Linked DNA regions of Mus musculus: regions 1, 3, 4, 5, 6 and 7 are each linked to region 2. The links are chromatin contacts, called in public promoter capture Hi-C maps. All regions are on one chromosome and are shown on one strand. Each heading gives the region's core, a stretch centred on a gene start, on an enhancer-like site or on the middle of the called end of the contact. The rest is flanking DNA. Distances are from core to core; before and after follow the strand shown. Region 1 holds the start of Prps1l3 (phosphoribosyl pyrophosphate synthetase 1-like 3). Region 2 holds the start of Eapp (E2F-associated phosphoprotein). Region 3 holds the start of Dtd2 (D-tyrosyl-tRNA deacylase 2). Region 4 holds the start of Heatr5a (HEAT repeat containing 5A). Region 5 overlaps Heatr5a (HEAT repeat containing 5A). Region 6 overlaps Ap4s1 (adaptor-related protein complex AP-4, sigma 1). Region 7 holds the start of Hectd1 (HECT domain E3 ubiquitin protein ligase 1).

Region 1 (3,093 bases), core at 175-2,674, 2.5 Mb before region 2:
CATGACCAAAAACAAACATAGTGGAGGGTCAGCATCCATCGCCATCCAGGGCAACAAGGCAAAGAGCTCAAGGCTGGAACCTGGAAACAGGAACTGAAGCAGAGACCAGGGAGTAACCTTGCTTACTGGCTTGCTCTCCATAGCATGCTTGGTTTGCTTCCTTAACAACTGCGGTCCAACCTGCCTGGGGCTGAAAAAACCCAGTGATCTGGGCCCTCTCATATCAATCATTAATCAAGAAAATGTTCCCAATCTGATGGAGGCAATTCCTCCTTTAACTACCCTCCTCTCAAGTCACTCTAGTTTGAGGCACATTGAGGTACGGGATGATAGCCTATGTAATGATTATGTAACTAACTGTCCTTTGATGTGAGGTTCATTCCAGATGGCAATACGAAACTTTGCAAAGTGAGGTAACTCGTGAGACAGGTTAAAACTGTCCTTCTTTAGCTGTCTACCACCATCGGGAATTAACGGACATCAAAACGCTCAAGGAGCCCTTCCAAAGGCCTATTCTCTTAGAAACCTAGTCTATTCTTCTATCTTGTAGTGTCCAACTTCAAGTACTTCACCAATACCACTGGGTGGTGTCATCCTCCAGTTAGAAAAGCCAGCTCTTGGCCGGGCGATGGTGGCGCACACCTTTAATCCCAGCACTCGGGAGGCAGAGGCAGGCGGATTTCTGAGTTCGAGGCCAGCCTGGTCTACAAAGTGAGCTCCAGGACAGCCAGGGCTATACAAAGAAACCCTGTCTCGAAAAAAAAACCAAAAAGAAAAAGAAAAAAAAGAAAAGCCAAATCTTGAATGTAGTGAAGGCAGAGTTTGCAGCTGCATCTTACTAATGTAGGCGCCGGGCATACTGAACTACACTGGGGTTTTTGCTCGCACTTTGAAGGGTGAGAACTGTGAATCGCTCAAGTGTCCCGCAAAAGCACAGAGTGGATCCGCGGTCCCGCCAGGACTGAAACCCTAACTCGTCAAAGCTTAGAGGAAAAACAGCCCACACTTCCGAGTCATTGTTCGTCCCTTCTTAACTTTTGAAAGACTATGACGCCATGAGGCCGAAACCTGGAGAAGGAGCGGTGTTGTCACCTGAGGACGCCGCGACGCGGGCCACGCAGCGCTCCTGCACCTCCAGGGGCCGCGGCCGGAAGTCCCGGGCGGGCTGCAGGCCACCCTGAGGTTCTCCCCCCTCCCCCAGCCGCTCCCGGTCCACGCCGTTACCTGAGGAGCCGCGGGATCCTTAAGCGCCCACTCCGCTCGCGTAGTTGCCCGGTCCTGTGGCGCCGCCACCGAGGCAGCCAATCGTCGCGCGAAACGCTGCGCGTGCCCCTGAGTAACCAAAAAGAGCAGAGCGGGCGAGAGGAAGCGCGCGAGAGCACGCGGGGACGAGGCTGCGCGCAGCGAGCATGCGCGAGTCCGCTGGCTGCCGCGGGGCGGGGCGGGACGGGGCGGGGCTTCCGGCGAGCTGGAGGGCTCAAGGATGGTTCCGGGCTGCTGGAAAGGAAGGCGACCTCGAGGTCGCGTTCTGTGGGAGGAGCTGACAACCAGTGCGCGCTAACTGGGGAAATGTGTGGTTCTCGGGCTCATCCCATGGAGTATCTTCACTGGGCAGTGGTTTCCTTCTGTGCGCAGTGCTTTGCGGGGACAGAAGGAAAGGTCCTGCGAAGTGAGCCAGAGTGAGACTTAGACATCGGCCAATGGTTTCAGAAAAGCTTTAAGGCTGGTGACATTTTGACTTCAGGACTAGAAAGGGTGTACTCAGAATGTTCAATCGCAGAACTTAAAAGAAAGGGCTGAACGCCAGGGATATTTTTAAAGCGAAGTATAGGAGTAATGTGGAATTCTATTAGATGATATAGCTGATAATATTCGAATATTTTTCTCCTTTTAAAGAAAGAGAAGTAGTGTCCCTATGCTGCCCTATCTAATCTAGAACTCCTGCACCCCACCCTAGCCACTGATGCTCTGGTAATTTAGTGTTGAGCTATTGAAGTCACTCTAACTTATCTATTTATTGAGGGCATACTACATGCCAAGTAGTCTTCTGGATGCTGGGGTAACAGTAATAATAGTAATTTTTTACACCCACAGCAGAAAATTATATTTATTTTCTGAATTAATAGACAAAGTTCGTGAAAGACTTTATTTTGGCTTATAGCAATACGAGATCCGTGTCCACCATGCTAATAAAGGCAGGATGGCAAAGTGGCTAGCCATCCAGTCAAAAAACAAGAGAATAGAAAATGGAGCTGGGCTCTATAACCAAAAAGCAGTGACCCATTTCCTCTAGCAAAGGTTCACCTTTCAGAAGTGCCACATACTCCACAAAGTAGGTGACAGGAGGAATGAAGCATGGAAAAAAAGGATGAGATGACCAGATGGAAATTATTTGGAATAAATAGAGCATAATACTAAAAAGAAAAAGTTTCATTATTTATGTAACTAATGACTAGTACTAGTGACTTGTGACAGATTCAGGCTTTAAATGCATTTTTAAATTTTATTTATTACTTTACATTAGTCGGAGTTGAATCATATTTTTATGTAAACAAACCACCACTAAAAAAATATGATTATGGTGGTACACATCTGTAATTCTGAACCTTTGAAGAGTGAACGTGAATTCCAGGACAGCCTGGGATACATAGCAAAAGTTTCCAAAAAAGAGGCCACACTAACTTCTAAACAATGAGCCCTAGCAGGGCAGTGGTGGCACACACCTTTAATCCAGCACTTGGGAGGCAGAGGCAGGCGGATTTCTGGGCTCAAGGCCAGCCTGGTCTACAAAGTGAGTTCCAGGACAGCCAGGGCTACAGAGAAACTGTCTCAAAAAAACAAAAAAGAAAAAAATGAGCCCCCATAAAATGAAAAATTGTGTACTTTCAGTATACAGTAGTGTTCCAGAGATTAAGATAGCAAGGGAAGATCAAGTAAGAAAAACACTGAAATTCAGCACAGCAGACATAAAATCTTGAAGCTCCATATTCAACAGCTGGAATTCTTTGGACTCCAATAAGCTTGCACAACCCTGTGGGCACTAGCTCTCTTGCCTATAAGTCATGTAGCCTTCCATCCACACCTGCACCTCAG
Region 2 (3,229 bases), core at 489-2,988:
ATTTCAAGGCAGAAACAGGATGTAGCAAATACTGAAGAAAAGGTTGTGGAGGCATGTTGCTTACTTTACTAGTCCCTCATACCTTAGCAGGCAGGAGTGCCGGCCCAGGGGTAGTACCGCCCACAATGAGCCTTTCCATCCTGTACAGATTAAGATGTCCAACTTCCCAATATGAATCTTCTCAAAGTTTTCATGAAGTTAGTGTCATGTTTACATAAAGCTTAGCAAATACAACACCTTTTGGGTTTGCTTCACCTAAACAGTTAGTATCTGACCTTTTTACAAAGTGAGTTCGAGGACAGAGAAACCCTGTCTTGAAAACACCAGAAAAAAAAGAAAACAAGTTGTTGGTGCTAACTGAGATAGTAAAACTTATTTCAACTGACAATTACCTTACACATCATTCAAAAATAAACCTAGGGCTGGTGAGATGGCTCAGTGGGTAAGAGCACCCGACTGCTCTTCCGAAGGTCCGAAGTTCAAATCCCAGCAACCAGGCTCACAACCACCCGTAATGAGATCTGATGCCCTCTTCTGGAGTGTCTGAAGACAGCTACAGTGTACTTATATATAATAAATAAATAAATCTTTAAAAAAAAAAAAAAAAAAAAAACTAAAACACCAGGTAGAAAGCAAGTCTTTCGCAATGCTAAAGTAAATGTTTTCTATTTTTTCAACAAAAATGCCAGGGGAGAGCGCGAACGCAGTCCCCCACTACCACAAATTATGCAGTCGAGTTTCCCGCATTTGGGGAAATCGCAGGGGTCAGCACATCCGGAGTGCAATGGATGAGCCTCGCCCTGGGAAAACCACCTTCGTGATCATGGTATCTCCCCTGCCAGGTAAGTATGAGTTGCGAGTGCCGTGTGCAGGCTCTCCATCATTGTATACTTACTTTATAACTACGGTCTCTTCCTCAATGCGTCTTCTCTACATTATATTCTCTTTTCTAACCTTGATCCATAAATATACGCTTATATTATGTAAATATTATCAATAACGGAAAAAAATGTCTATTTAGGGAGAACCGGTAGCCTTTGCGTGAAATTCTCATCTACATATTCCACGCCTTTGTGGTGACGCCGCGGGAACTCGTCTGTAGGCCCCTCAACGCGACTCCGCCCACTAAGGCTGTGAGGCGGGGGCGGGGTTTGTTGGTAGTGGGCAATCGAATCTGGAATTCAAAACCTAAGCTTCTGCCCAGGCTCTGGGCAAAGAAAAAGTTTTTTTTAGCTCAATTCAGTTTCTGCTAGCGGAGGACAGGATTCTAAGAGATCCACCCTTGTTAAGTTTAACTAGTAAAAGAAAAATCGTTTTTCCGTGGTGTTTTTCTGAGTAGGTCTATTATACATTATTTACTTGCACACAGCCAATAAACCTAATAAAAACCATGAGAGAAGGGCTAAGATAACAACTTTGAAGAAATAAATCTGACTGGATAGTGATATACAACTGTAATCTCAGCTCTCCGCAGGTCACGGTAAGCAGAGCGAAGCCAGCCTGGGCTACATAACTGGTTACAGGTTAGACTGGGTTAGTGAGACCTTTTCAAAACCTAAATAAAGCTTAAGTTAAGAGGAGGAGGAGGAGGAGGTGGCGGCGGCGGCGGCGGCGAGAAGAAAAATGCACAAAGACAACTGCTATTTTCAGCGGAAAAGAAAACGTAGAGACGTGTTAACATTGACCCTCCGCACGCCCCGTCTCTTGCATCCTTGTCACTGGACGGCTTGCGCAGGCGCACAGGAAGGACTCGCAGTACGGGCGGAAGTGGAGTCTCCGGGAAGCTTTGGGGAAGGCGCTGGCGGAGTACACAGACGCCGGGGCGGTGTAGGCGTCCTCAGGTCGCCATGAACCGACTCCAGGATGACTATGACCCGTACGCGGTGGAAGAGCCGAGCGACGAGGAGCCGGCTCTGAGCAGGTGGGCCGCTGCCCCGCGTCTCCGCCCTGCCTTGGCTGAGGCCGTTGTGTTGTTCGCGCCGGCCGTCCCTGGGCGCAGTGTCGTCCGCTTCACTTGCGGGAGCCTCGGGGCGCTTGATGGCGCTGCTCAGTCTCTAGGGAACCAGGATGGACAGCAGTGCGGGAAGAGGGATGTTCCGGAATTACGTGGGCCCCCAGGCGTGAAGCCTTAGATGGAACCCTGTTTACCGTTTACTAGCACTGTGACCGAAGGCAAGTCAGTTCTCGGCCTCGCATCTGTAAATGGAAATACAAGTATGGGACAGTGTCCTAAGCTAGTGAGGGCCTGGCCCTTAGCACGAAGTACTTATCTTGAAGACTGTCAAGTAGAAACTAGGGAATAGAGAATGGAAAAAAAAAAAAAAAGGAATGGGCTTTTTTTTTTTTTTTAAGTTATGATCTCCACACGCATGCCATAGCACCCATATGCCCATATACACAACATTTTTCTTTCTTTCTTCCTTCCTTTCTTCCTTTCTTTCTTTCTTTTGTTTTTCGAGACAGGGTTTCTCTGTATAGCCTGGCTGTCCTGGAACTCACTCTGTAGAGCAGGCTGGCCTCGAACTCAGAAATCCGCCTGCCTCTGCCCCCCAAGTGCTGGGACCAAAGGCATGCGCCACCATGCCCGGCTATACACAACATTTTTAAAACTGTAATTTAAAAGTTAAATGAATTAAGTCAGACATGGTAGTGTATGCCTATAATCCCATCATTTAGGAGGCCAGAGGGTGAAGAGTTCAAAGCTGGTTCTGGGCTACGTAAGATTTTGTCTTAAAACAAGAAAAAAATGTCCAAGGCATTTCTTGCAGCTGGCTTTTGCTTTGTTGTTCTTTTTCCCGCAGTTTTTTTTTTTTTTTTTTTTTTTTTGTTTTGTTTTTTTTGAGACAGGGTTTCTCTATAGCCCTGGCTGTCCTGGAACTCACTTTGTAGACCAGGCTGGCCTCGAACTCAGAAATCCACCTGCCTCTGCCTCCCGAGTGCTGGGATTAAAGGCTTGCGCCACCACGCCCAGCTCACGCCTGGCTTTTTTCTCCGCGTCTTAATCTACAACTTGTCTCCTTCCATGTGGGTCCCAGAAATTGAACTCAGGTCATGAGGCTTGGTGACAAGCCCTTTGTCTGCTGCTGAGTTATCTTGCTGGCCCTGACTTAATTCATTTTTGTTGTTTTATTTCTTCCTATTATTGATGTACATTTATTATAATTCTGTTGATAGGAAACTAATCACAGAAGTCAGTCTACGATGACAGAAGTTAGTTAGAATTTGGAAT
Region 3 (3,155 bases), core at 362-2,861, 2.7 Mb after region 2:
TCCCATCTTGATGATACTGGACCAAACCTCTGAACCTGTAAGCCAGCCCCAATCAAATGTTGTCCTTTATAATACTTGCCTTGGTCACAGTGTCTGTTCATAACAGTAAAACCCTAAGACTGTGGGCAAGATATATTTTGAAAGATTTCTAACTTTTAATTCAGTGTTTCTAAGCTTTGCTAAAGCTGCAACCCAGTTCCTCAGGTTGTCATAACCCCCAACCATAAAATGACCTTTTTTTGGGGGGGGGAGGGGGTTGAGACAGGGTTTCTCTGTATATCCCTGGCTGTCCTGGAACTCACTCTGTAGACCAGACTGGTCTCGAACTCAGAAATCCGCCTGCCTCTGCCTCTGGAGTGCTGGGATCAAAGGTGTGTGCCACCACTGCCCAGCTATAAAATGATTTTCATTGCTACTTTATCACTGTAATTTTGCTACTGTTATAAATAAAATGTAAATCTCTGTGTTTCCCAATAGTCTTTGTAAGACACCGAAGCTGGGCCGCCACTCAAGTCCCGGGATGAGCTGGCCAGCACCCCAGTGACCCGAGAGAAAACCACACCTGATGCAAACTGCAAGAGGTTTTATTATCAGTTAGCTGAGGACAAAGTCCCTCTGCCATGCAGGGCAGGGGAGTTTGACCCTGAGCAGTGACAGTAGGGGGCTTTTAACAGCTAGCTGAGGAATTGGGAGGAGTTGGGAGGAGAGTTGGGAGGAGTTGAGAAGAGTTGGGAGGAGTTGAGAAGAGTTGGGAGGAGTTGGAAGGAGTTGGGAGGAGAGTTCTTCTCTTCCAGGTGTCCTTGGTGAAATTTACAAGGCAGGAGTGAGGAGTGAGTTCTTTCTGAATTTTTATCTCCCGTGTCCTCGGCACAGGAAGGCAGGCATCTCTGGTTGTAAAGTATAGAAACAAAAAGGCTTTTTGCTGGCTATAGTGAACAAAGAGCTTCTTTCTGGCTGTATTTTTAGAGATCAGGGAAAACAAGCTTGGGGAACGTCCCAGGGGCTTTACCTTCCAGGGAGAAATGCTCTAAATCGGGGTCCCACATCTTAGGTGCTCCCTTCTATAGTTGCATCTGTCCCCCACCCACAGGTTAAGTTCCCTCTCTGCCTGCTTTGAGATCAATTGATCTCATTCTAGTTATGTCTTTATAATAAATATAGAATGGATTTAACTCTGACTTACATTCTTTCCAATACCTGGAAACCTAAGCTTTCTGAAATGAAAAATATTTCTTCAAAAGCTATGAAGCAGGTAGCAGAGCAGGATGGGGTGGGGTGGGGCTGTGGGCGGGCACACATGTAATTCCTGCAATTGGGAGAAGGAGTTCAGTTCAAGGTCAGCCTCAGCTATGTGGTTATTGCGACCAACCCCGACTCTATGAGACCCTACCTCCAAAAACAAAACTAAAAACGAGGCATTCGAGGATGAGATTAGGTTAAAGAAGGAGGGAGAGAAGGAGAGACAGAGATCTCTAAACAAAAACCCTCCAAGAGACTGAAGCTTCAAAGCTCCAAAGCTGGTCAATTCCACATCCGGGACTCCGGAGAGCCAGGCGGAGGCCCCGCCCACTTAGGTGGGGCCACGAGCAGTGGGAGGCGCCTACCCGAGCATGCGCAGTGCGGACCCGCGCCATGGCGGACGGTGGTCGTGTGGCCCAGGCTCGTGCGCTCCTGCAGCAGTGCCTGCACGCTCGCCTGCAAGTGCGCCCGGCCGATGGAGACGCCGCGGCGCAGTGGGTGGAGGTAACGCCCGGCCCTATCCGCGGAACCGTGCCGGTCTTCCTGTCATCTTTCGTGAGATGAAGAGCTTGTCCCTTTCCGTCTGCCCACTTTAGTGGGCTGCCTAGCTGTCTCTTTGGACTTGGCGTCTGGTGGTGGCCTGTGCCCCACTGGTTCGCTCTGCAGCTCTCAGCCTGCGGATGATCTTTCTGCCTTAGTATATTAAGTGTTGAGGTAACAGCGTGAGCCATCTCGCTTCTCAGAATTTTCAGGGAATCTCACCGCCAGTAGATCCTTAGATTCCATTATCCCGCAATGCGGGGCTGCTCACCACCACCTGTAACTCCAGCTCGGTCGGATCTGATGGCCTCCTCTAGGCGGGACAGACACCTGCCGTTGTACACAGACACACAAGTGCACATAGTTAAACAAAAATCTTTTCCCAGGTAATTCAAGTATGAGTGCAGAGCTAGCTATATTTACACAGAAAACCATTAGAACCAGAAAGATATAGCTGAACGTAATGTCGCTAACAGTTAAATTGAGTCTCAAACATGTATAAAGCTTTGGAAGTTAAAGCATGAAATATAACTGTGTGTCTGCCTTCCCATTTATTTTTATGTAGCATTTGATAAACACCTGGGTTGTATTTACTGTGAGCTCAGCGCTGTTTTAAGCAGTTTGCAGTTATTAATTCATTTAATCTTTGTGGTGGCTTCTGAATCAAGTGAGCCAAGGAAATTAACATACAATCGATTCCCTCAGTGGTAGCAACGAAGTCATTTATCACTTGTTTATTTTCTTGTAGACTGTCTTACAGGAACTAGTAAACAAATATTCAAGTCATTATGTAAAATGAGAAGGTGTATATTCCTGATAACAACCAACCTTTTCCTACAGAACTTATCATAAATGTAATTTTCAAAGCCCAATCATTGGGTTTTCTTCAGGCATTGACCACGGTAACAGAAAAAGCAACTGAACAGTTCCTGGAATTTGTAAAAATAAGACAAGACCCCATGTAGAAATACCACTCTGTTTAAATGACTTAGGGGAAAATACAAAGTAACATCAGAGGACACTACTAACACTGTTGCTTATTCAACAGCCCCATGTGGGAAAAGGAGGATCATTTGATGTTGAATAAATCAGCCTGTAACTTTCTGTGGGCCTGGCAGAATTTGGGGGAGGCTGTCTGAAAACTGCTGGCTCAGTAGAAATAAATGCAGGCATGGTTTGTAATCTTCACCCCTTTTGACTGTAAATAAGCATGGTGCTTAAGACTTGGCAAGGATTATTTTGTTTCTCATAATTTATTTAGAATTCAAGACTCTCCTTATTTCCTTAGCTTTTAACCCAAGTGCTTGTAGACACTGTGGAGCGCTTCCCACTGAGCTGTGTCTCTGTAGACTCCTTCCTAACCTGAGATTCCTGTG
Region 4 (3,062 bases), core at 290-2,789, 2.7 Mb after region 2:
CAAGGACCCAAGGCCTCAGACCCATGGGAGTGGCAAAGCCCTCTTCTGGGTCAAGGGTTTACTAATGATTGACCAAAGTGTGCAAAAACCCAGCAACTGCAGCTCACTACAGATACCTCTTATCAAGACTACTAGCCTCATGTTCTGAGGTTCCAGTGGGTTATTTCATAGTTGATGCCACTCCATTAAAATGTGCAGGGCCCACCTTAACCCAACTTTTCTGTGCCTGTGTTTGCCCTTTCTTCTTGCCCCAGTCAGGTTTCTAGGACCAAGCTGTACAGGATGCAACACAAAGAAAAGAAAAGGACACTCATTGCTCTTGCAGAGGACCCCAGTTCAGTTCCTAGCACCCACATCAGGGACCTCACAACTGCCTATAACTCTGATGCCCTCTTCTGGCCTCCATGGGCACTGCATGCATGTGGCACACATATGTGTAGGCCCACACACAAAAAGTTGTAAAAAGTAAATAGATAAATAATGGAAGAACACTATAATCAACTTAATGAAGTGGAACAATTCTATATCCAGTAATATAAATTATGAATTTCTAAACAAGGTTATTCACAGGTACCCTGAAACAAAATAGCTTCAGAAAATACATATTAATTACAAAGATGGAAAAAGGAGCTTTTTGAAGAGCAAACACCGACACATATGAACATGGAATCACTTGTGAGAGTCCTCAAAGATATCTAGTTTAAATCTAATCATGAATAAATATCAGACAGAATCAGAATGAAAGCCTTTCTATAAAAACAGTGAGCCAATAGTCTTCAAAGTTGTCAAGGTTGTAAATGTCAAAGACTAAGGAAGTATTCCAGATTGAAGATATGCATTGCAACTAGAAAGAACACTTATTTCGGAACTGAAGGCCTTTCCTTACAAGGAACATGATTGAGACAACCAAGAAACCGAGTGTATTGCATAAAGAATATCGCTATTGCAGTTATTATGACTATGTGTAAACTGCTTAGGAACACTGTGACATAATATTAGCAACTTAAATCTCAAAACCGTTCGGGGAATAATGTTTTTGAACTACGATTGCAACCTTCTTGTAAGCTTGTTTCAAAACAAGGGAAAAAAGTTACACTCAAAATCCTGATTATAGTGGAAAAACACATCTGACTCAGAGCCACGGACTCCGCGTGGAATCTTCACATAGTCCTTTTACAGTTAGGTTCCTGTTAAAAGTTCTTTAGAGTCCCTTCCTCGGGTAAGATTCCATCATATCCTCCTTCAGCTCCGGCCCTGCCTGAATATTTCCAGGCTCCTGAAGTGTCTGCCTTTTAAGCCGCAAGTGTAGATTCTGACTGGCGACAAAAATAGACAAAAATAGTTGTGGCCGGAATCTCCGGACTGGAGGACAGCACGCTGTCCTAGAAGTGACTTCTGCCTCAGGAGCTCCCATCGCTCTCTCGGCGGTGGAGTAGTCACGCCTGCCACAGTGTGCGCTCCCTGGCTCGGCGGGCGGCTGGCCAGCCTGGGCGCGGGAGGGGCCGGGCCCTCCCAATGGCCGCTCCCGCCGCGCTGTCAGCCCCGCCCGCCCTCCCAGCTCCGCATTCGCCCGCGGGGAGCCGGGTGCCGCTGTGCTGTCGCGGAGCCGGGAACGTGGCACAGCCGGGACGGGTGTGAGCTCAGGGCGTCTCTGCAGGCAAGCCGGGAGATCCGGAGAGGAAGCTGGGGGCGGCGTGCTTAGGGACTGGGCGGGAGCGGCTGGAGCCGGGTGGCGCGGGTCCCGGGTGGGCGCGGTGCGGAGGCTGAGGACCCGGCCCGGTGGGACGGAGCCGAGGGGGACGGGGTCCCGGCTGCAGGCACAGACGGGACACGGGGGCTGACTGCGGCGTGGCGGGTTTCCTCCTCAGCCCAACAGGTAGGCGGGGTCGGCAGCTGCGGGGCTGGGACGCGGGAGGGGAAAGTCGGGGACCCGGTCGCCTGCCCCGCGGCTGGGGACCCGCCCTGCACCTCCAGGTCGGCCCCCAGCAGCAGAGAGTGGACGTTGCCAGAAGTTTCCAGGTCTTCTTAAGAAGGAAAGCCTTCGCCAGGGGCGTTTGCGGAGTCGGTGGAAACGTTTGTTTTTTATTTTCCTTTATTTGCTTATTTCACGCCAGCAAGAAAGAGATCATCTCAAATGATTGCAAATCGTTTGCAAATCGTTAGAAACTTCGTAAAGCACCTAATGGAACTTAGTAACCGTAACGTGTACCTCTGACAAGTTAAGGGAATTTGAACTCTCAGGTCAGACAAATTAGATGGTTTGTAGTCTTTTGGGTTGTGCGTGGTTTATAAGAATGCTAGTCACCCTAAAGGAACTAAAGAGCTTAGAGATAAGGAGAAGTTTAAGGAAGTAAAAAAAAAAAAAAGCCCTATAACAGTTCAGGACTTTGAAAAACAATGCTGGGAGATTAACTTAAGTTAACCCTAATGCAAGGTTGCCTGGTTTTATTTCGCAAACATCTTAGAGACAATGTCTGAGGATGAGGTTTGATTATTTATTTGAGACGGTCTCAAACCTGCCTCTGCCTTCAGAGTGTTGGAATTTAAGGGGTGCACTAATACACAGAGGCAAAGAATGAGATTTTAGATAAGCATCCAAAAACGAATAAAGCCAGGCTTAACGTTGCACATCTGTAGTTCTAGTATTTAGGATGTTGAGGCAGAAAAGGGGAGCGTTCCCAGCCAACCTAGGCTTAGGTAGAGAGAGCCACATCAGCTAACTCACTTTCAAAAAAAAAAAAAAAAAAAACGAACACCAGAGAGCAAGGAGGCAGTTTTACTAAGATAGGGGCGGGAGAATATTGGAGAGCGGATTGGTTGTGCTGTGGAATGCACTTACTTTACATAGATAGCTGTAGGTCAAGAATAAACTCCTGACTTAACCTTTGGTACTCTTTATGGATCCTTGATTAGGTTACCTTTACTTGTTCTTTAATTATATTAGCGTTTGATGTTAGTAGCAGGAAAATACAGAGTTCCCAAATAACGGGGGAGGGGGTGGGGAGGTAGTAATATGCACATGTATTCGAAGGTGCTTGCACCCAGGACTGTCTGCCCTGCTC
Region 5 (2,975 bases), core at 282-2,781, 2.8 Mb after region 2:
CACACACATGAACTGACATAAACAAATGTAATTTCCAATAGTGTCCACTTCATGTTTTCTGACAGGACTTGGGTATTGAATTGCTAAATGTACTACACCGAGTAATTTTGACCAGAGAGTCACCAGCCATTCAACTGGCTTCACTTGAAGTGGTCAGGCAGATTATCTGTGCCGCCCAAGAACATGTGAAGGAAAAAAGACGTAGTGCAGAAGGTAAATATTAACTCAGTGACATAGCATCTCTTCTCATTCCAGTTCTGAGAGTCATACACTCTGTATGCAGTGGGCAAGCGCTGTTCCCCTAGGCGCAGCCGCAGCCACACAACGCAGCGCAGTGTCATTGTCTTCACAAGTGTTACTCGGGGTAACCACACAATCTGGATACTGCTGAAACTAGGGCAGACGGCAATACAGACCTAAAGAGCAAACGGGCAGAAGTGGGCAGTATGTGGGGGCCGGTGGGCAGAGTCTAGTCTGATCCTTGTGCCCAGCCGCTGCCAGTCTGTAAGATGACAGAGTCGCTGTTGGAGCTGCTGCTGTCAGATTCTCACTTATAACAGCACAGAGATGAGTTTGATCGGGCACTATTTTAAGGCTGAAAAGATTACAAGAATTTTATTTTTAACCCACTGTAATGAGAACTCATAGTAAAAACAACTTTAACTTCAGAGCTGCTTTTTCCTTAAGCTTTTCACACCTAGGACTTAGCCACTAAATGCATTGTCTGGAATTGCCACCTACTTGGAGCCAAGCAAGCAGCAAGTATTTCTTAAGCACTGTTCCCTCTGTGTTTCAGTTGATGATGGAGCCTCTGAGAAGGAAACCCTGCCAGAGTTTGGTGAAGGGAAGGACACAGGAGGACTCGTACCTGGGAAGTCTTTGGTCTTTGCAACCCTGGAACTCTGTGTCTGCATCCTCGTTAGACAGCTCCCAGAACTGAACCCTAAGCTGGCAGGTAGCCCAGGAGGAAAGGCTTCAAAGCCGAAGACCCTGTTGGAGGAGGGAAGTAGACTGGTGGCGGCTGCCCTGGCCATCCTTGCTGAGCTTCCTGCAGTGTGCTCTCCTGAAGGTATGCTGTGCTGTGTGAGCTTCCTGCAGTGTGCACTCCTGAAGGTATGCTGTGCTGTGTGAGCTTCCTGCAGTGTGCTCTCCTGAAGGTATGCTGTGCTGTGTGAGCTTCCTGCAGTGTGCTCTCCTGAAGGTATGCTGTGCTGTGCGTAGGACCTAGAGCCGTGCCTCTCAGTCACTTCCTCGGTTGGGTGACCCCAGCCGTAGAACTGCTTCCTTGCTACTTCATAACTGACTTGCTACTGCTGTGAATCATAATGTAAATACCTGATATACAGTCCACAGTGGGGCCATGGCCTCCAGGTTGCCAGCCACTGTCCTAGAAGAAGGGGACTGACCTAGTTGCTATTCATTTTCTCATTTGAGTACTTTTTATAATCCTGTAAGATTAGTCTTGCAGTCTAATATAATTTGTTTCACCAAGAGGTGAAAGTGAAAGCCACAAACAGCAGATGTGATGGTGAATGCGCTTCCTGTGACTGCCTTCTTACTCCAGGTCTAGGCGTGGAGCCCAGGCTTGGAGCATGCGAGAGTGTGCCCTGACCATCAAGCTGACAGTATTTTAAATCAAGTAGTAGTACTTGTACATTTTCAGTGTGCAGTATCTGGTGGACAGTTCTGACTCCATATGACAAATTTGTCATGAGGATGCCCTGTCCTGTTTGGGACCAAATCCATTCAGTTCTTTCATCTAGCTCCTAGGGTTCTCTGGGTGCTGCTAACTCCACTGCCTGCCAGAGGCTCCCTGCTGATCCTGTTGTTTGCAGTGGGCATACTTTCTGTGAGCATAAGCCACCTAATTCTGGGTCAGGTAGGCCCACTCTGCCACCGTGTGTGTGTGTGTGTGTGTGTGTGTGTGTGTGTGTGTGTGTGTGTGTGTGTGTGTTGGAGAAGAGTGTTTCGGGAGTCGGTTCTTGCTACTTTGTTTGGCGGCAGCCTCGCTCTTGCTCCTGTCACTGTGGTGCTCCATGTGGGTCTCTGATCTGCAAGCTTCCAGGTGACTCGCCTCCCATCTTGCCATAGGGATGCTAGGATCACAGGTGTTCACCACTGTGTCCAGCTTCTCCAGCAAACAGTGCACTGATCTAGCTTTTTAATGTTTTCTTCCTTCAAAGTTAACTCTGGTCTCACCTTATCAGAAAATGTTTCCCTGGAGACCTTCTCATAATGAGTTTTGTTTGTTCTTGTATAAACACTATTTCTTATGAAGATCTATAGCTTTCTCCATCATGTAACTATATTATATGTAACTATTACATATAAAAGATAAATATGTGTGTAGGTGTGTTTTATTTCTAGTTAAAATTTGTCTTTTGAACAAAGTCTAGCACAGGATGTGAGAAGATGGCTCGGTGGTGAAGTTCCTGCCATGCAAGCATGACCTCAAAAGCTGAGCGGCCCGTGTGTACCTGTAACCCCAGTGCTGCGGTAGAGGGAGAGGCAAAAGCAGGCAGAGCCACAGAGTTCATGAGGCAGCCACCCAGCCAGCCAGCCAGCCAGTCAGTGAGAATGTCACAGAAAATAAGGTGGAGCCATCACACACACACATACACACACGCACACACAGCAACTGACCAACCTACATCCCGAGTTCAAGTCCAACCTGGGCAGTTTAGTGAAACTCTATCTCAAAATTAAAGCTAAAAGAGAAGGCGAGTTCCGAGGAGATATAGCTCAGTAGTAGAACGTGCTTACCTACCAAGAGTAAAGCCCTAGGTTCAGTTCCCAAAACAAAAGGTCTTGTAAACATAGTTTAAATAAATTGAGTAGTAATGAACCTTCATCACATTGTGAAAATACTTAGAGCTACAGGACTGTGTCCTTCAAAATGCGAAGCTAGAACTAGACTTGGAGATACTTGCCTGTCATGCCTGCACTCCAGAATCTGAGGCAGAAGAATCAGGAAT
Region 6 (2,760 bases), core at 243-2,742, 3.0 Mb after region 2:
ACACAAGAACACACAATACACGGTGAGAAGATGACCCCAGACAGCACCGCCAGCTGCACAGTCAAGGCCTGCCCTGCCTCCCAGCCAGGCAGCAGCAAGGGTGGCTCTATGCCTGCTGGAGCCAGAGTGGGGGAGCCGCAGCTGGAAACCAAGATAGGGAAAAGAAGGTGAGGGTTAAAAAGCTGCAGGCTAGAGGGTAGAGGGAGAGGCGGGGTTGATGGCTCATACCTGGAATCTTGGGAAGCTGAGGCAGGAGGATGGCTACGAACTCAGGCCTGCCTAGGCTAACAGAGTAAGTTCCTGTCTCAAAACATCAGACAAAAACAGAAGCAAACCAAAGTATGGGGAATAATAAAGAATCAGAAGCCTCAGGAATATGCCTTCTCTTTGTATCCATTGATTTACTTCGAAAGCATATCGTAGGAGGCTGAGAGAATGCTGATGGGATAGATGGGTGAAGCGATTACAACAGCAAACTATGGATAGTAAGCCAAGGAACTCTGGGGGGGGGGGTTATGTCAGTAAATTATAGCCATCAACAAACTACAGTGTAGATGTCTAATTACTAGCAAGCTGCAAAGTAAAATGCAGGTTACCAACTGCTATGCAAGCTGGGAGGTGTAGCTCAGGGTACAGTGTGCACCCTGCCCTACGGTTGATCTCCATACCACAAAGTTAAATAACATTAAAAAATGGTATGTGATCAGAACTCTGTATTCATGAATCCCACATCCACTAACTAAGCACTCTGCGAAGTCCTTGGAACAGACTGTGCTTGTACCGAGCACACACGCTTTCCCTCTGCCATGACTTCTTAGGGCTGACAACTGCTCATACAGCGTTTACGCTGTGCTAGGTGCTAAAGTAACTCAGATGTGTTAGAGTTTGAGGGAGTGTGTGTTAGCCATGCAGTGTGTGTCATGCCGACACCAACCACTGCACAGAAGGGACTTAAGCGGGTAGGGATTTGGTACCCACAGGGCTGTGGTGGGGCCTAGAACTCATGTCCCAACACTGTCAGTATCATCCTACAGACAGATGTTTATCGAGATGTCCAGTTTCAAAGTTACAGGGGGGTGAACTAGGTCTAAAGGGCTTGTACCTCTAAACAGATGTCCCTAAATGACGGGCCCCTGCCACTCTTCTGCCTGCTTTGAAAGCACCCTGTCTGAAGAACGCTTTGAGGTTCACAATGAAACTGAGATGCAGGGATAGAACTGTCTCACACACACGCCTGCCTGGATTTTTGTTCACAGTGAGGGTCTTCGTTACTCTTCTGCTTACAGGTCACTCACGGAGTCCACACTGGGCGCCACTCTGGCGGTGTACAACCTGAGTCTTAACAGATGGGTAACAACAACAACCCATCCTCTTTGTTTTCCTGCTTCTCTGCACTGAGTTTTTGTCAATAAAATAGTTATGCAGTGGGGACAGGAGATGGAAATGAGGTCATATGCGATAGGGAGGGAGAGGAAGCCCGGCCGCCTCTCTCCACAGCAGCAGTGCACCCTGGGAACCCCCGGAGACTCACCAGTTTGGCTTTTGTTTTGAAAGTATGACACTGAGATGTTTTTCTCGTGCAACAGCATGAAATGCATTCCAAATTTAAGCTGCCGAAACTCTCTAAGATAAAAATACCCCAGGAAGAATGCTCAAAACTCACAAAGCTAAAAATAAGCCTTAGCTGACAGGGCACCCTGTGAGGCTGCGGCCTTGTTCCTTCCCCGAGCTCTTCCTTCTTCCTGTCGCTCTGCCCTGGTTAGATCCCGATGGGGTCATCCCTGGTGCAGCACGAGCCCTGCACTGTCACCTGAGTTAAGTTAAACCTGACTCTTGACTTTTATGGTCCATGGAGTCACCAGCTCGCTCCCTAAAATGACAGCTATAATTCTACATGTGCTGTTTATTTTTAGTAACTGAATATGACAATAACTTAAACACTCTTCAGCAGCAGAGTCTGAGCCTCCTTTTTTGTCCTCCCTGCTTTAAGACATTTTGGAAATTATATTCTTTCTGGGTGAGTGTCACTTGAAAGTGGGGTATCACAGACCCTGGCTTGCCTCCAGTCTATTCTAACATGAGAGTGGTCTCCTGGAGGAGCAGGGGCCAGGGCTGGGCTGATAATTTGGCCACCACCTGCCCAATGTAGGTTTACACTGGACTCATTACAATCCAATAATGTTTCAGTTTCCTAGTCACACTAAGTGCACTGTACATACGCAGAGCTGCCCACAGTAGTAGCTGGCAGGCTGGCAGTATTTCTAGCATTGGGAAGGGTTATAGACATTGCTTACGTATGATTCTCTGTCTACACAGTCAACACAGACAAAGGTTTAAGGCTACTTTCCTGTCCACTATCCCAGAATGCCCAGCTTTGGAAATCATCTGATCTCTTCTCTAGTTCCAAGCTGGGGGGGATGGGGGGGCCGGCGCCCATCCCTTGGAGATACATGACTTGCATTGCCATTGGCCAGCAGCCATCTTCCAAGTTCCATCTCTTGAAGTAGGAAATTGCTGACAGGCCTCATGTATTAAGATTACCTTAATGCGGGCTGGTGAGATGGCTCAACGGGTAAGAGCACCCGACTGCTCTTCTGAAGGTCCTGAGTTCAAATCCCAGCAACCACATGGTGGCTCACAACCATCTATAAGGAGATCTGACTCCCTCTTCTAGAGTGTCTGAAGACAGCTACAGTGTACTTACATAGAATAAATAAATAAACATTAAAAAGATTACCTTAATGCTCCCAAGCTTTACCG
Region 7 (3,223 bases), core at 648-3,147, 2.9 Mb after region 2:
AGACCACCAGTGAGTATCTTCAATTTCTCAAGGCCAGATAATGTTAAGCATCTTTCATATGCTTTCTCGCCAGCCACTGGGATGTCTTCTTGGTTAAATGTCTCCAGTCTTTTACAATTTCTAATTAAGGTTTTTTTCTTTTCTTTTTTCTTTTCTGAGACAGGGTTTCTCTGTGTAGCTCTGGCTGTCCTGGAACTCACTCTGTAGTCCAGGATGGCCTCAACTCAGAAGTCCACCTGCCTCTGCCTCCCAAGTGCTGGGATTAAAGGTGTGCGCCACCACTGCCTGGCAAGGTTTTTTCTTATTCTTGGGTTTGAAGAGTTTTTCATTTGTTCTGGCCACAGTCCTGTGGTAGCTACATTGTTAGAAAGTATTTTTCCTGTTGGGGAACTTTGGAAATTTCTGCATGAGCCGTTCATAGTCTGTGAAGGTAGATTCCAGGCATCTGTATATGAAGAAACACATTGTGTTACATCTAAACAACTTACTATTATTTAGCAGTAAGAATTAAATGGGCTCCCAAGCCAGGTGTTAGCATACTTGTTAGCATACTCAGGAAGGAAGCCCTCTTGTTAGCATACTCAGGAAGCTGAGGCAGGAGGATATTGACTTTAGGCCAGCCAGGGTTACATAAGCATACCCACTTCAAAACAACAAGAAAAACAAAAAGTAAAAAACAAAACCAAATAAAAAAATCCAGTACAACAAAACAAAACAAAACACAACACAACACCAAATAAATGAGCTACCAAGCTATAAAAACTCACAGAGGATCCTTAAAGAGTGTTAGTGAATAATTCCAACTAGAAACGATATTTTGGAAAGGGCAAAACCATAAACAAAGAGATCAGTGGGAACTCTCTGTCCTTAGCCCTACCTGGCCAGGAACACATGATACAGAACAGGGTAGCCATAACTTATTCTCTGTACTTTCTGTTCAATTTGCTGTGGATCTAAAACTCTTCTAATGAAAACTTTTCCGGGTGTCTCTAATGTGCCGCCAGGGTTGAAAACTACTAGCCTCGGTCTTTGCATACAGTTCTTTCCTAAAATTAGGTATCTACTGCTATTTTGTTGTTGTTGTTCAAAGGATGAGTTCAGTATGGAGTCTTTTTCTTCCTCTTTTTCTCTCCCTTGGCTGCTCCTTCTTCATCACCACCGTCGCCGCCCTGTAGCCCAGACAAGTCTCGACCTCATTTTGTAGCCAAGGATGACCTTGAACTCCAGCCTCCAGTTCTCTAGTGTCACGGTTACGTGAGGACTCCACTAGCAGCGGCTAGTATTTGATTTTTCAACGCCCATGAAATAAAAGTTTGACGGGAATAACTACGGAAGTACAAGTGACCACGAGCCGAAGGCAACTGTGTGGGAAGTCCTCGATGCTGGCTGCTTCCCGGGACTCCACGGTGGGCAGGCAGGAGGCACGAGTTCCCGCAGCCGTCCTGGTCCCATCTGCGCCGAGGCGATAACGCCCGGCTGCGCAGCGCTCGCCGAGTTCCCAGGCTCGCTGGGAAGCGTTCTGGTAAACCGCTGGCTTTAAAAGTCCGGAGGAGGGGGTGACCCGGGCACGCCGAGCGCCTGCGAGACGGTGGCCTCCGTTCCGCAGGACTCCGGAGCGGCTCGCGCCGGGCGAGACGGGCGGAGCGTGCGCGGAGCAGCTGCTGGCGGCGCGCGCGGATTGACAGCGCGGCGACTCGGGCGCCGGGAGGCCGGGCTGAGGAGAGCCGTAGCCGACCGCCGAAGGAGCCCGGCGCCCCCCGTCGTCGCCCCGTGCCGCGGGGTCCGGCCTCCGCAGCGCCCCAGGTGGCCGCGGGCAGGGCGGCCGGGAGGCGTTCGCTCCGCCTCCGCCGGCGCGGCCTTCACCAGCCTCCCCGCCCGGCGCTCGGCCGACCCTTCTCCTGCCCCCGCCCGGCTGGCGATGGACGCGGCGTCTCCCCGCTGCCGCCGACGGCCCCGCGCGGACCTGGCTCTGAACCGCAGGGTCTGAGGAGCCGCGTGCTGGGGTCGGGACCCGCGCTGGCTGCCGCCGCTCGGGGGAGCCTCTCGCTTCCTTGTCACCGGGTCCCCGCGGAGGAAGGGGAGGGACGAGACACGGCTTTTCCTGTGCCGCCTGCCTGGCTCGACCTGCGCGGCCTGCGGTTTCCTAGGAACTCGAGGGCCGCGGCCGGGCCAGGCTCTGCCCGCGGCCTGCTTGGAGCTGGACCGGAGCTGTTTGGTACGGCGAGCCAGGGTAAGAGCCTGCGGTCAGGGTAGGCGGGGGCGCTAGGCGCTGTCGGCAGGCTGGGCCTGCGCGAGGATCCGGGCCGCCGAGTCCAGCGGCGGGCGCGGAGCTGGACCCCAGCGCGGTGAGGTCGGTCTTCCGCCGTCGCCTCTGCGTATCGGGCCCTTTGTTCCCCTCTCCGGGCCTTACGGGGCTTGGCTTGTTGGCTTCGGAGCTCCGGCTACGCGCTCCTTGTCCTTGGTAAGGCTCAGCCGCCCGGCGGGGACCGGGGACGTCCCGCTGGGCCTCCGAGTTCCGGGAGACCCGCACCCCAGCCGCTCGGCGGCTTCCTCTTGAGCTCGCAGGTTTGCTGCTTCTCTAGAACTTCGCCCTCCGCCCGGAGGCAGGTAGCTAACTTAGCCAGGTTGGCTGTCAGCGTCGCGGCTCCGGCCTTGATCAGGCCGAGGACGATGGGGCAGCCCCGCCGGGCGCGGCCGATGGGTGCCCACCGCGACCCGCCTCTAGGTTCCCACACCGGCAGGTGGATTGCGTGGGACGCAACGCTGTCCTTTGGTCGGGCATCTAGAAGCTTTTGTAATGACTTGCCTGCCTAGACTACTTCTCAAAAAATTTTTTACATAAAAACTAACTGCCCCATCCTATGGGAGAAAGAATGTCTGCCTGTCTGTCCGTCTGCCTGGGGGGGGGTGGTAACCTGTTAGTTGTATTTACTTTAGCATCAAGCCCCCCCCCCAAAAAAAAAAAAGTTTTAAGAACATTTGCCTAGATTACCAGAAGTTCTTATCAGTATTTACTTCCGCATAGGTAGATTTCATATCTAATTACTGTTTGTATTTGGGCATATTTTAGGAGTAAGTTTGAGAATTCAAAACTCGTGAGAAGGGAAATTCAATCCGAAGAAGAATTGGATTGGAAAGTGGTCTTTAAAACTACTGGATCTGACCCGTATCTGAAGCTCCGATTTTTGGTGGAGTTTGGGGGGAGGTTGCAGGAAGAAGTTGA

Evidence for each region. Promoter capture Hi-C pulls out the DNA fragments that hold promoters and counts their contacts. Capture Hi-C pulls out chosen DNA fragments and counts their contacts.
Region 1: a promoter capture Hi-C map of liver shows a contact between it and region 2, with 4 times the contacts expected there. The contact joins the promoter of Prps1l3 here to the promoter of Eapp in region 2. A contact is called at or near these places in 4 of 39 promoter capture datasets (the C10 cell line, liver and pre-B cells).
Region 3: a promoter capture Hi-C map of pre-B cells shows a contact between it and region 2. The contact joins the promoter of Dtd2 here to the promoter of Eapp in region 2. A contact is called at or near these places in 5 of 39 promoter capture datasets (the C10 cell line, HPC-7-derived erythroid cells, cranial neural crest and 2 more), 1 of 484 Hi-C or Micro-C datasets (pre-B cells) and 1 of 9 other capture datasets (adipose tissue).
Region 4: a contact with region 2 is called in a promoter capture Hi-C map of adipose tissue, with 5 times the contacts expected there. The contact joins the promoter of Heatr5a here to the promoter of Eapp in region 2. A contact is called at or near these places in 8 of 39 promoter capture datasets (the 3T3-L1 cell line, the C10 cell line, cranial neural crest and 4 more), 3 of 115 datasets of contacts at active chromatin or transcription factors (astrocytes, cardiomyocytes and large pre-B cells) and 2 of 9 other capture datasets (adipose tissue and liver).
Region 5: a promoter capture Hi-C map of pre-B cells shows a contact between it and region 2, with 4 times the contacts expected there. The contact joins the enhancer-like site here to the promoter of Eapp in region 2. A contact is called at or near these places in 6 of 39 promoter capture datasets (the 3T3-L1 cell line, the C10 cell line, cranial neural crest and 3 more) and 2 of 115 datasets of contacts at active chromatin or transcription factors (cardiomyocytes and effector CD8 T cells).
Region 6: a promoter capture Hi-C map of liver shows a contact between it and region 2, with 5 times the contacts expected there. The contact joins the enhancer-like site here to the promoter of Eapp in region 2. A contact is called at or near these places in 6 of 39 promoter capture datasets (the 3T3-L1 cell line, the C10 cell line, cranial neural crest and 2 more) and 1 of 9 other capture datasets (adipose tissue).
Region 7: a contact with region 2 is called in a promoter capture Hi-C map of liver, with 13 times the contacts expected there. The contact joins the promoter of Hectd1 here to the promoter of Eapp in region 2. A contact is called at or near these places in 12 of 39 promoter capture datasets (the 3T3-L1 cell line, the C10 cell line, cranial neural crest and 7 more), 1 of 484 Hi-C or Micro-C datasets (B cells), 5 of 115 datasets of contacts at active chromatin or transcription factors (astrocytes, cardiomyocytes, embryonic forebrain and 2 more) and 2 of 9 other capture datasets (adipose tissue and liver).

What each region holds. Positions count from the first base shown.
Region 1 is chr12:57,228,743-57,231,835 of GRCm38.p6, reverse strand. It overlaps Prps1l3 (phosphoribosyl pyrophosphate synthetase 1-like 3), which reads right to left and starts at 1,424. Exons shown (of 2, transcript NM_001037746.3): 1 at 1,225-1,424. Mipol1 (mirror-image polydactyly 1) reads right to left here and starts at 1,411. Exons shown (of 10, transcript NM_001164370.1): 1 at 1,225-1,411.
Region 2 is chr12:54,694,403-54,697,631 of GRCm38.p6, reverse strand. It overlaps Eapp (E2F-associated phosphoprotein), which reads left to right and starts at 1,738. Exons shown (of 6, transcript NM_025456.4): 1 at 1,738-1,921. The coding sequence starts at 1,848. It overlaps Gm22513 (a small nuclear RNA gene), which reads right to left and starts at 850; the gene lies at 687-850.
Region 3 is chr12:52,004,963-52,008,117 of GRCm38.p6, reverse strand. Dtd2 (D-tyrosyl-tRNA deacylase 2) reads left to right here and starts at 1,611. Exons shown (of 3, transcript NM_029545.3): 1 at 1,611-1,743. The coding sequence starts at 1,633.
Region 4 is chr12:51,969,798-51,972,859 of GRCm38.p6, reverse strand. Heatr5a (HEAT repeat containing 5A) reads left to right here and starts at 1,539. Exons shown (of 36, transcript NM_177171.4): 1 at 1,539-1,657.
Region 5 is chr12:51,886,092-51,889,066 of GRCm38.p6, reverse strand. Heatr5a (HEAT repeat containing 5A) reads left to right here. Exons shown (of 36, transcript NM_177171.4): 31 at 66-213; 32 at 797-1,069. Among named protein-coding and RNA genes, the nearest start is that of Gm34894, 36 kb to the right of the region's middle. Within about 2 kb of position 1,531, at least 99 of the 459 cell types and tissues checked have an H3K27ac peak or open chromatin away from gene starts, as enhancers often do. A contact at or near this core is called in effector CD8 T cells and pre-B cells, where this site is marked.
Region 6 is chr12:51,728,118-51,730,877 of GRCm38.p6, reverse strand. All of the region lies in intron 4 of Ap4s1 (adaptor-related protein complex AP-4, sigma 1), which reads right to left. Among named protein-coding and RNA genes, the nearest start is that of Strn3, 38 kb to the right of the region's middle. Within about 2 kb of position 1,492, at least 81 of the 459 cell types and tissues checked have an H3K27ac peak or open chromatin away from gene starts, as enhancers often do. A contact at or near this core is called in adipose tissue and liver, where this site is marked.
Region 7 is chr12:51,828,210-51,831,432 of GRCm38.p6, reverse strand. Hectd1 (HECT domain E3 ubiquitin protein ligase 1) reads left to right here and starts at 1,897. Exons shown (of 43, transcript NM_144788.2): 1 at 1,897-2,230. Gm5785 reads right to left here. Exons shown (of 4, transcript XM_011244243.2): 1 at 3,165-3,223; 2 at 2,204-2,578; 3 at 878-2,143; 4 at 1-445. The coding sequence ends at 1,292.